Linked DNA regions of Sus scrofa: region 1 is linked to region 2. The links are chromatin contacts, called in public Hi-C maps. All regions are on one chromosome and are shown on one strand. The core of a region is the stretch at or near the end of the contact, and the rest is flanking DNA. Distances in the headings are between cores, read along the strand shown.

Region 1 (5,112 bases), core at 1,402-3,901, 770 kb after region 2:
GCAAAGCTGTGTCATATAACCACATAGTTAGTGTGGATGAAAACACTATTAATTAGAGATAAGCATTTGTCCAAGAACTTGCTGTAATCAGATCTTGTGGGGATTTAGTTCAGTACTTTGCCAATTAGAAACAAAAAATAGATTTAGTTGTGAAATGGAGGCCCCTGTCTTACAGGAGCTGTGACTTTTTCTTTCTAAGAAAAAATTTGCTAGATTCATCACACTCACCTTCCTCTTATGATTAAGAAATCCAATCTTGTAGTAAATAATAAGCAATGAGCCTTAATATTGACAAAAAAGACTTTCTTAAAAAAAATTTTAAGTAATTTGGCTTGATCTCCAAAATAATTATACTTAGGTCATAAAAATAAAATTTCCAAGATACAGAATTCTTTTAGAAAGTCTTTTACATGATAATAAAAACATAAAGCTCATTGTACATTTCTTTTTAAAAAATGGAAACTAGACCTGATAAAATGATCTAATTTCTTTGAACTTAGTCAACTTTCCAATGACTTTTTAAATGACAAAACAGATTTATTTCGGAGCATATCTGTGCTTCCTAACAGCAAAGTTGTAAGATAAAGTCCCATAAAAATGAATTCTGGAAAGTTCAATAGTTATACTTTTAATTGATGAGTGCTAACTATACAATTGTATGTTATAGCTTTAAAAATCATGTTACACTTTACTGTCATGAAGCTGATTCAGTTCACTGAGTAATTTCTCAATGTGCTCTGGACAAAGCTCAGAGAAAAATGTGACCCAAGCAAAGGAACACAGCTAGTAGTTCAGGCAGATCCAGGCCTGGAACCCAAGTCTCCTCACCCAGTGCTCTTTCATAGCCAGCATGATGCTTCCCTCTCCCATAGTCTAGACCTTCACCAATCTAGCATGTATCCCACACCCTCCTCTCAGTGCTAAGACTCTGCACATCCCTGGCCTGGCCTCTCTGATGCAGCCCCTCACATCAGGTAAGCCAAGGGCTTCCCTCAGCTCACCCTTCTCTGATCATTTTTCCTCGCCCTCTGCTAATCAGGCCATGCTAACATGTGTCTGACCTTTTCCTCCATCAAAAAGCCACATCAGAATAGAATGTGTACATGTACATGTAACTGGGACACCATGCTGTACAGTAGGAAAAAAAATTGTATTGGGGAAATAACTATAAAATAATAATAATAATAACAAAAAATTAAAAATACAATAAAATAAAATAAAAAGCCACATCAGGAGTTCCCGTCGTGGCTCAGTGGAAATGAATCTGAGGAGAAACCATGAGGTCGCAGGTTCGATCCCTGGCCTTGCTCAGTGAGTTAAGGATCTGGCATTGCCATGGGCTGTGGTGTAGGTAGCAGACGTGGCTCAGATCTGATGTTGCTGTGGCTGTGGTAGAGGCTGGCAGCTATAGCTCTGACTGGACCCCTAACCTGGGAATCTCCATATGCCACAAGTACGGCCCTAAAGAAGCAAGAAAAACAAACAAACAAACACATCATCCCCCCTCAATCCCAGAGCTAGCTACTCTGCCTACCAAGGTAACAGTTATTTTGCCTAATAATTGTGTCTGTCTATACACTAGGGAAAGAAGATTAGAGAAGCTTTCTCCCCTCCAAGGTGACACATGCAGTTTCTACAGACAGAAAGGAGATTACAGCAGCATTGAGGCACCCCAGGAAGGTGTCTCCATAAGTCTGTGTCCATGACTGGTTATGATCACTGACCATTGATCTTGCTGATCCCAACAACCCACTGCCTACCCAGGATGACCTCTACCTTGAGAATAAGTGTTTTGGCACAAAAGGATTCTAGCCTTTAGTTGAATCAAGATGGAATGTGACAATGGGGTTGGCAGTTTGCAGACAAAATGAAAAATAATAACGTCTATATAGAGAGCACTTGCTACAGGCCAGACTATTACTGATTAATTTATTCGCTAATTAATTCAACATATATTAAAGCGTAACCAACTACATGCTAGGCACTTTTTAAGGTCTGGAGATAAGAGAGAGCATGCTGTTTTCAAGATGGTTTAATAAGATCAGAATACGGAGTTCAGAAGGGAGTAGAAAGAGATGAGGCTAAAGAGGCAAGGCAAAGGGCAAATAAAAGGAGTCTTGGTGCCACGTGAAGGATTTTTGACATTATTCTTTTAGAAAGAAGGAACAAGAACTTCAGAAAGGTATCAGGACTGATGATATAGATGTGGTAGTTTCCAGTGCATTCATAATCCTCACCAAAGAACCGAGAAAAGCCGGCATTGTTATTCTTTTCTAACAGATTAAAAGCCCATAGGACACATCTATTGATTTTATCTGCCACAACCCCTTTCCTCTTCACCTAGTAACAGCCTCCCCCTTCTTTTAGTAAACTGCTCCTCCCCACCCAAGGCATGCGGTTTAAGTGGAGCCAATGTAGCACCCAGGGCCAGTGAGCTCCAGGGCCACTGATCCAAGCTGGGCCATTACAGTAGCTTACATTTCCGGCCAGTCTTAGGGTGACATGACCAGAAGGAGGAAACTTTTTCCTAGGTTGTTCTGAATTGTACTGGGGTGAAGGGCCCCTTCCTCCCACCACAAGGCTGTACACATGTCAGCACCTCAGCCACGGGCATATATAGCACAGAGAGGCAGAACTGCAGTGGGAAGGAATTTAACAGGGACCCATGAGAAGAAAGAGAGGAGTCCCAGTTGCAATAAGAGCTTGGTTCCTGTGGTGCTCTGTTACACCCCTGCCTTTCCAACAATATCAATAGCGAGTCCCTCCCAGGATCTAAGCTAGTTTAAACTAAGCTTCTGTGACAAGTCACTGGAAGTCCTGACTAATATGGAAACTGAGACTTAGGTAGGTTATAAACAACTGAACTAAGGCAGGTGGTAAGCAGAACTTGGAATTAAGCCCAGGATATTCTGGCCACCGCACCACATTGCAGAGTCCAGAGTTCTAAGATGATGTTCACTTTCTGGCTAGAGGAGAATCTCAGACTTTGTGGTTAAGTGAATGAAAAATTAAAGATGAGTCAAGAACCAGGTTCAAAATCAGACAAGCTAAATAACTGCAACATTAGACAAGTCAGTTCATCTCTTTGAGCTCCATTTGTTACATAATATAGATATATGTGCAGCTCACTTCATAGGTGTTTGGTTAGTTAAGGAGGATGATACATGTGGGAGCATTTTGAAAACAGTAAAGAACCCATCCCAAGGTAAGTAGTGCCAATCTCTATCAGTGATAGGAATGTGTATTAAATCCATTCTCTCTCTTGTTGCTTAAACCACAATCACATGAGTGGGAAACAGAAATCCAGAATGTTATCTCATCCATGTTAATTTCCATCTGAATAAACAGTCACTTCTGTGTTATTGTTGTTCCTGAACATTTATTGAAAGCCAGACAGGGTCTGGGTGCCCTGAAAAATACAAAATCCAGAGAAGTCTCTGGGAAAGGCAGGAAATCCAGAGCAATGGTTGGCATGGTACTTGGGAACAAGCAACCAAGGTGTGGTCCCTAAGTCCCCTTCAGAATTAACATGGCAGTGTGTCCACATTCTGAGTCTGCTTTGCACAGCCTTTTCCATTCCCCTCTCTCATCAGACGTTTTGAAGACTGGCAAGATAATTCAGTGTGCAGGTCTTGGGGACAGAACATGACGTTCTGTAATGAGGTTTGGTTCTGCTTATTGCAGACATCACTTCATTTTGAAAACAGAACCCTGTCTTTTCCTTTGGGGTATTTTATGACATTGTTAGTGTTTTTCTTTGCTGCACAGGTGTACCATGCTTAGACAATAAGGAATTCTTTGTCCTGGAAATGTACATGTAAATTGCTTTTCATCAGAATCAAATTATATCAAAATGTAACAGGATCCCTGCAGAATTCATATGGTAGGTAGTATTGCCAATAGCTAAGAGCGGTGGGTGGAAGTCAGAAAATTGAGATTCAAGCATTAGTTCAATCATTCCCTCCTTGTGTGATTCTTATAATTCATTTAACATCTTTGCTGGATAATTTTCACAGCTGTAATATAAGGATAAAATGAGTCTTTTACCTACACTATGGAGTTGCACGAGTGCCCAATGAAATGTTCTTGAGTAAGATAAAAAAAGACTAAATCCATGGCCTCTGAAGTTTCAATCCTTATTCATAAAAATCCAGTTACAAGAATTGGAAACAATGAGGAAAGAAGGCAATGGATGTGAAAATGAAGCCATCTCAAGCAATAGGCATACCGCTGTACATAGCCAGAGCTCATAAGTATTTCCTGATACATAAAAAGAAAATATAGGGAGTTCCCTGGTGGTCAGTGAGCACTGATCCAGCATTGTCACTGATATGGCTCTGGTCACTGAAACATATCTAGTTCAGCCACTGTTTATAATCCTTCACAAGCAGTCCTACACTCAAGTGGCACTCACGTATTCTTACAACAAAGGCTATTAGCAACCTGTTAAAAATAACTCTTATGATCAGAAGCCACAGTTGAAAAAATCATTTGCATATCTTAAGTCATTCATTTACCTTAGGAATCTTATGTTTCCAGAGACAGTTCTCAGAAGGTGGTTCCTAAGATGCCAGCATCAGAACCTATCCTGAGGTTACATTTTGAAAATGTAGAATTCTGAATCCCAGCCTTGATTCAGTGAATTAGAAACTGAATAATTTGCATTTTAACAAATGCACACACACACACACACACACACACACACAGAAACTGAACCCATTCCTACACTGTAATTCTAAAGTTCGAGAGCAGTTTTCAAGTTTCTAGGAATAAGAAAAATTATTTTAGAAAAACCTGGTTCTGTAGAAATGCCTTCAACCTGGGGGATTTTCTATGCTAAATGTAATAAACACTTCTACTGGGTCCTGGAAATTCATCATGCTATTAACAGTTAATTAAAACCTATTAAAAAATCAGATCCTGAAATTCCAGTGTTATATAATTATACATGTGCTCTGTGAAGTGTAATACAAATGTTATATATTATGTGCCTATTCATCTGCTGGTTAATTTTAATATTTGAATTATTCTTCATATCTGATTTTTCTTAAAATGAGGCAAGACTATAGTTAGAGCAAGGGCATGGTGAACTGGGATCCCTCCTTCTGGAAG
Region 2 (5,479 bases), core at 961-3,460:
TCAATGAGAGTTTCAAGTTGAATGGGAAGAACCCAGGCGGTTAGTAACATACCTCACCTTCCCCCTTCTTGAGTTTTTCCCTGAAGGATTGTAGGAAAAAAAAAATTCCCTGGACTGGTGTCTTCCTTGGTGCACCAACTCCTCTCTCCCACGAGGGGTCAGTAAAATCCTCTTAGTGACCTGAAGAGCTGCTGCTGCCATTAGGACTCCATGGCTTAGCCCTGGGGCAGGGGGATCTTTCTGCTGTTGGAGGGAGCTCTGCCTTTCACGTACTCTCTTTCGCATGCCTCTTTCTTCAAGCCGAATTCATCTGACACCTGCACCCCATCCCCACGTTACCTTCTGGTGTGAAATGGATGAAATGAACACAAAGCCTTAATTTACTCTTTTCTTTTAAAATAGTGTTTCAGTTAACAATGACTGAAATAGGAGTTCCTGTTGTGGCGCAGTGGAAACGAATCCAACTAGGAACAATGAGGTTGTGGGTTCGACCCCTGGCCTTGCTCAGTGGGTTAAGGATCTGGCGTTGCTGTGAGCTGTGATGTAGGTCGCAGATGTGGCTGGGATCCTGCGTTGCTGTGGCTGTGGTGTAGGCTAGCAGCCGTAGTTCTGATTCAATCCCTAGCCTGGGAACCTCCATGTGTCACAGGTATGGCCTTAAAAAAAGAAAAAAAATGATTGAACATAAAACAGGGTTACAAATTATTAAAGTTCTATGTTTTGTAATTGTTGTATCTAAGTATTCAGAATGAGAACTGACAGGTCAAAAGCACTAATCATACATTTAACATGTATGAAGTACCTCCTAAGGTGTGGTGGCTCATTCTTCCCATGGCATTTGAACCCTGGCAGTCCAGCTCCAGTCTCTGACCCTAGTCTGTAGCACATAGCCTCTCGACCAGACAAACAGAAATCAGTGCCTTCCATGGTTTTGGCAAAAGAGGTATTCAAGTTAATATGGACATTCAAGATCAAGGTTTTTGTGGGGCCTGGAGCTTATATAATTTGGGATGTCCTCTTTAGGAAAACAATAGAAAATCACAAATACAAACGTAGACATTAAAGTAATTTTTTTTTTTTTTGGTCCTTTTGCCATTTCTTGGGCCGCTCCCGTGGCACATGGAGGTTCCCAGGCTAGGGTCGAATCGGAGCTGTTGTTGCTGGCCTATGCCAGAGCCACAGCAACGCAGGATCCGAGCCGGGTCTGCTCACGGCAACACCGGATGGTTAACCCACCAAGCAAGGCTAGGGATTGAACCTGCAACCCCATGGTTCCTAGTTCGATTCGTTAACCACTGAGCCACGACAGGAACTCCAGTAAATTTTTATTTAGAATGAGAAAAATAAATCACAGCAAATTGCAATTAGGAAAAAAGACTACAAATATTTCCAAATCGGGGATGGGGGGAACATATTTTTATTAAGAAATCCCTTTATTGTAAATGCTTCCCCCACACACACCCCATCCCTAATATCTTGACTGGAGACCAGGCCATTTTGACTAGGTGTTAATACCTAAATCTTTGGCTCACCATTTACATGTCCGATGATTGGAAGAATTTTTCACAGGCCAGCTTCCAGTTGCCTTTATTGCAAATGTTTTTTCTCCCGCACGACCCATGTATGAGGGGGCCATGGGACACATGTATCCTGACGGACCCTCTTGGCCCTGCCTTCTTTCATCACACCACCAGGCAGGGAGGGGGAGAGGCGTGGTCCTAGAAGCCATGTCCATACCAGGCTGGCTTAGCAATCACTTCAACATACAGAGAAGCCACCACAAGCCATGTCGATGTCTGCCCTTGACACAGAGAAGCAGAAGAAAAGTGGGAGTGCAAACACTAAGTAGTCTTCACCAATTGCCCTTGAAATATATGACTTTTAGAGTTCCCACTGTGGCACAGCGGCTTAAGGATCCAGAGCTGCTGCAGCTGCAGCTCGGATTCGATCCCTGGCCGGGAACTTCCTTATGTGATGGTTGCGGCCAAAGGTGGGAAACAAAACAAAATATTACTTTCACCTATTTTACAAACAATGTGACCCTATGAACCACTCCGGGACCCTTCCCCAGGTTTGGGAGGGGCCTGCCTGAGGGCCTGTGGCTCAGGCCTCTTGAGGATTAGGGGAAATGCCCCCAGACGTCCTTACGGAGCTAACTCAGGCCTGGCCTTTCTGTGGCTGGAGGGGAGTGTGCCAGCAGATGGCAGAGAGTCACCACCGCCTGTTGCTGGCAAGGACACCATCTCCATCTAGTGAGAGGATCTCTCCAACAGCAGGCAGGCCAGGCACAGGATCACAGGTTTCCCCATTACCCCCAATGTTGCAGTCTCTTCGAGGATAAAACGCAATAGGGAAGGGCGGTATCGTTATATCAGTAAGAAAGATCAAGGGACAGCGGGACAAAAGTGCTTGTGCAGCAGACACCTAACAACATGCAGCTTTCTCGTGTTAGCCACGTCCCTGGGGACCCGGTGCAGATGGAAGCCTTGCTCATCCCTCTCCCTTGGCCTGAGAACTTCTCCATCCAGGGCACGTCCTACACTCTGCCCCCGAGCCCTGGAGCCTTCCCAGGAGTGTCAAGATGGGGATCTCTCCTCTATCCCAACTCCTACAAGTTTTAACAGTTCCCATCACAGCTATTTGTTAAGGACCTATTCTGGGTGAGCCTTTGGTTTAACCTCAGGGGTTTGCTTACAAAGCATTTTATGTGAGTCCCATCTCTGTTGAGCCAAATTATAAACAAATTGATGACAGGGACCAGGATTTCTTGCTGGCCTATCGCAGCTGTGGGCATGTCAGCACTGGATAAATACTCAAGTGATTGATGCAGGTCCGTCTCCTCTCTGAGGACCGAACCTCTTGGCAGCTTCCTCTGAGGAGCCTGGAGGCTCCCTAGCCTGGTGGAGAAGGAGATAAAGTTCCCTGAAGGGATTCTAATGGGGTCCCCTACCCTCGCTGTGGGGCTCTCTCACAGTTGGTAGCTCAGATCACAAGCAACTTTTCTTCTCCAGGGAACTGGTTAGAGGCTTTGATTTTTGCAAAATGGTCTTCCGAATCTAGTGACTGCCACCCCTCGCCCAGGTTTCTTTCTTTTTCTTCCTTTTTTTTTTTTTTTTAGGGCCACACCCATAGCATATGGAGGTTCCTAGACTAGGGGTCAAATTGGAGCTGTAGCTGCCACCCTACACCCCAGCCACAGCAACACTGGATCCAAAACACATATGTGACTTATGCTGCAGCTTGTGGCAACACAGGACCTTAACCTACTGATCAGGGCTGGGGATTGAACCTGCATCCTCATGGATACTAGTTGGATTTGTAACCCACTGAGCCACAATGAGAACTCCCCAGATTTTTTACTCAAAACTGGATCTAGCCCGGTGTCTCCTAATGTCATGAGTACATCCGACCTTCTCTTGTCATGTGTCTGTCCGGGGAGGCATGGGCAGAGCGACTCAAGTCTCACCCTGACCTGGTTTCAGTGCTCTGTCCCCTTGCCTCCTCGCCCTGCTTTCCTCCTGTGCTTAGGACCCTCCAAAGGCTTTGCCTCTAACCTGGGAAAGAAAACAGAATCCCTCCATGGTCCAGGCCCCTGGCATCCTCCCACCCCAGCCTCTCACTGCCTCCTTTTTCTTTCCCAAACATGCCACCCACTTTTCTACCCCTGGGCCTTGCATCTGCTGTTCCCTCCACCTTCAACGACTTTCCCATGAACATTCACAGGGCTCACCCCTCACTTCCTTCAGGCATCTGCTCAAATGTCTCCTCACCAAAGAGGGCTTCCCCGACGACTCTGAGTGTAACAACCAGTCCCCACCCTTTCTTACCCTGGTCCCCTCACTGTACCATTTTTCCTTGTTCACTGTTTTTCTCCCCCAACCAGAACATAAATTCTGTGAGGGCACAGCCTCTGCCAATCTTGGTCATGATTGTATTCCCAGTGCTCAGAACAGATTCTGACACATCCTAGCAGGCATCCATTAAACACGTGTTGAAAGATCAGATTAAGTGAAATAATATGTGAAACTGCTTCATAAGGAGATTACCAAAAGTAAGTTGTCACCAATGCAACAATCGCTAATAATTATCGATTATTTACTAATGCCAATCACCATGCTAAGAGTTTACATCTCATTTAATTTGCACAGCACCAAGATTCCTATTGTCGTTTATGATTTTTAGTCAAATAAACTGTTTTCTTAGTAACTTGGGCCCTGATAAGGAAGAAGGAAAACAGAGTTACCAGTTGGTTAAAATGCTGCAAACCCACACCTGGAGTGACTTGTCTTGTCTTTTTTTTTTGTCTTTTTGCCTTTTCTAGGGCTGCTTCCGCGGCATATGGAGGTTCCTAGGCTAGGAGTCCAATTGGAGCTGTAGTTGCCGGCCTGCGCCAGAGCCACAGCAACACGGGATCCGAGCCATGTCTGCAGCCTACACCACAGCTCACAGCAACGCCGGATCCTCAACCCACTGAGCAAGGCCAGGGATTGAACCCTCAACCTCATGGTTCCTAGTTGGATTTGTTAACCACTGAGCCACAATGGGAACTACTCATTTTTTTTTTTTTTTTAACATGACATTGTGATGTCTAAGTTGTGTTTGTTTCCCCAAACCAATTTCTCTGAACTTGGCTGGGCTCTGTGTGAGGACAAGACATTGGGGAAAGTAAATGAAGCCCTTGAAAACATGTTGGCCTGTCATTTTCCCTGCGCTTCTCCCCACCCTGATCCTCTAATAATGTTCTTGCTGGGGAAAAGGACATAGACAGAACCCTACCAGCAGGCTAAGAATTCTTGGTCTGAAGAAGCCTTTGAGGTCATCAGCCTGCTCCCCTTTTTTTGATTTTCCAAGGAGGAAATCCAGCCTTCAGGAAGCCATTCTCCCAATGGGGTGGCATTACTTTTCTTTATCAAACTCTTTGTCCAAAATCAGAAGATGAACCATATACATCACCAATACACCTTTAACTTGGCCGGCCACTTGATGGTTTTAAGGGACAAGGGGCCATGCCTGCTCTATTTTTGCTGACTTCTTCCTACAAAACTGACACCAGGTGTTTGACATCCATCCCTTAAAAATTATTTGGGACTCTGCTATTCTCTTAAGTGATACACCGGTGTCTTTTCTGATGACAGCAAAGTAACAGCGTGCTCAGCTAAATGAAGAGCTGGAGTTTCACATGGTATAGAGATATGTTTTCCAAAAACCTGCTGCCAGAATCTATCATCACAAATTTGAAACCCCAGCTTGGTGGGGGAAAGTATTCCTGAAAACACTTGGAAGCCATGGGCAAGACAGTTTTGCTCAGAAGAGTGATTCAAAAACATTCTTCACCCTTGTTTGCGAATTGTCTAAGAGAGGGAAGGCAGCGTTCTAATATTCCTTTCTTTTTCTGTCATGTTTAATTTCAAATTAGCACTTGCCATTGTTTTCACGGAATAAATGAAAACAATTATAAAATGGATTCCATGTCTTTCCA

Evidence for each region. Hi-C and Micro-C count contacts between places; a contact is called where the count stands out from the background.
Region 1: a contact with region 2 is called in a Hi-C map of omental adipose tissue, with 1.9 times the contacts expected there. The contact joins two enhancer-like sites. A contact is called at or near these places in 2 of 47 Hi-C or Micro-C datasets (embryonic fibroblasts and omental adipose tissue).

Annotation. Positions count from the first base shown.
Region 1 is chr6:107,834,265-107,839,376 of Sscrofa11.1, forward strand. All of the region lies in intron 2 of LOC106510680 (a long non-coding RNA gene), which reads right to left. Among named protein-coding and RNA genes, the nearest start is that of RBBP8, 87 kb to the right of the region's middle. Within about 2 kb of position 2,652, at least 4 of the 83 cell types and tissues checked have an H3K27ac peak or open chromatin away from gene starts, as enhancers often do. A contact at or near this core is called in omental adipose tissue, where this site is marked.
Region 2 is chr6:107,064,866-107,070,344 of Sscrofa11.1, forward strand. No RefSeq gene overlaps it. Among named protein-coding and RNA genes, the nearest start is that of MIR133A-2, 69 kb to the left of the region's middle. Within about 2 kb of position 2,211, at least 3 of the 83 cell types and tissues checked have an H3K27ac peak or open chromatin away from gene starts, as enhancers often do. A contact at or near this core is called in omental adipose tissue, where this site is marked.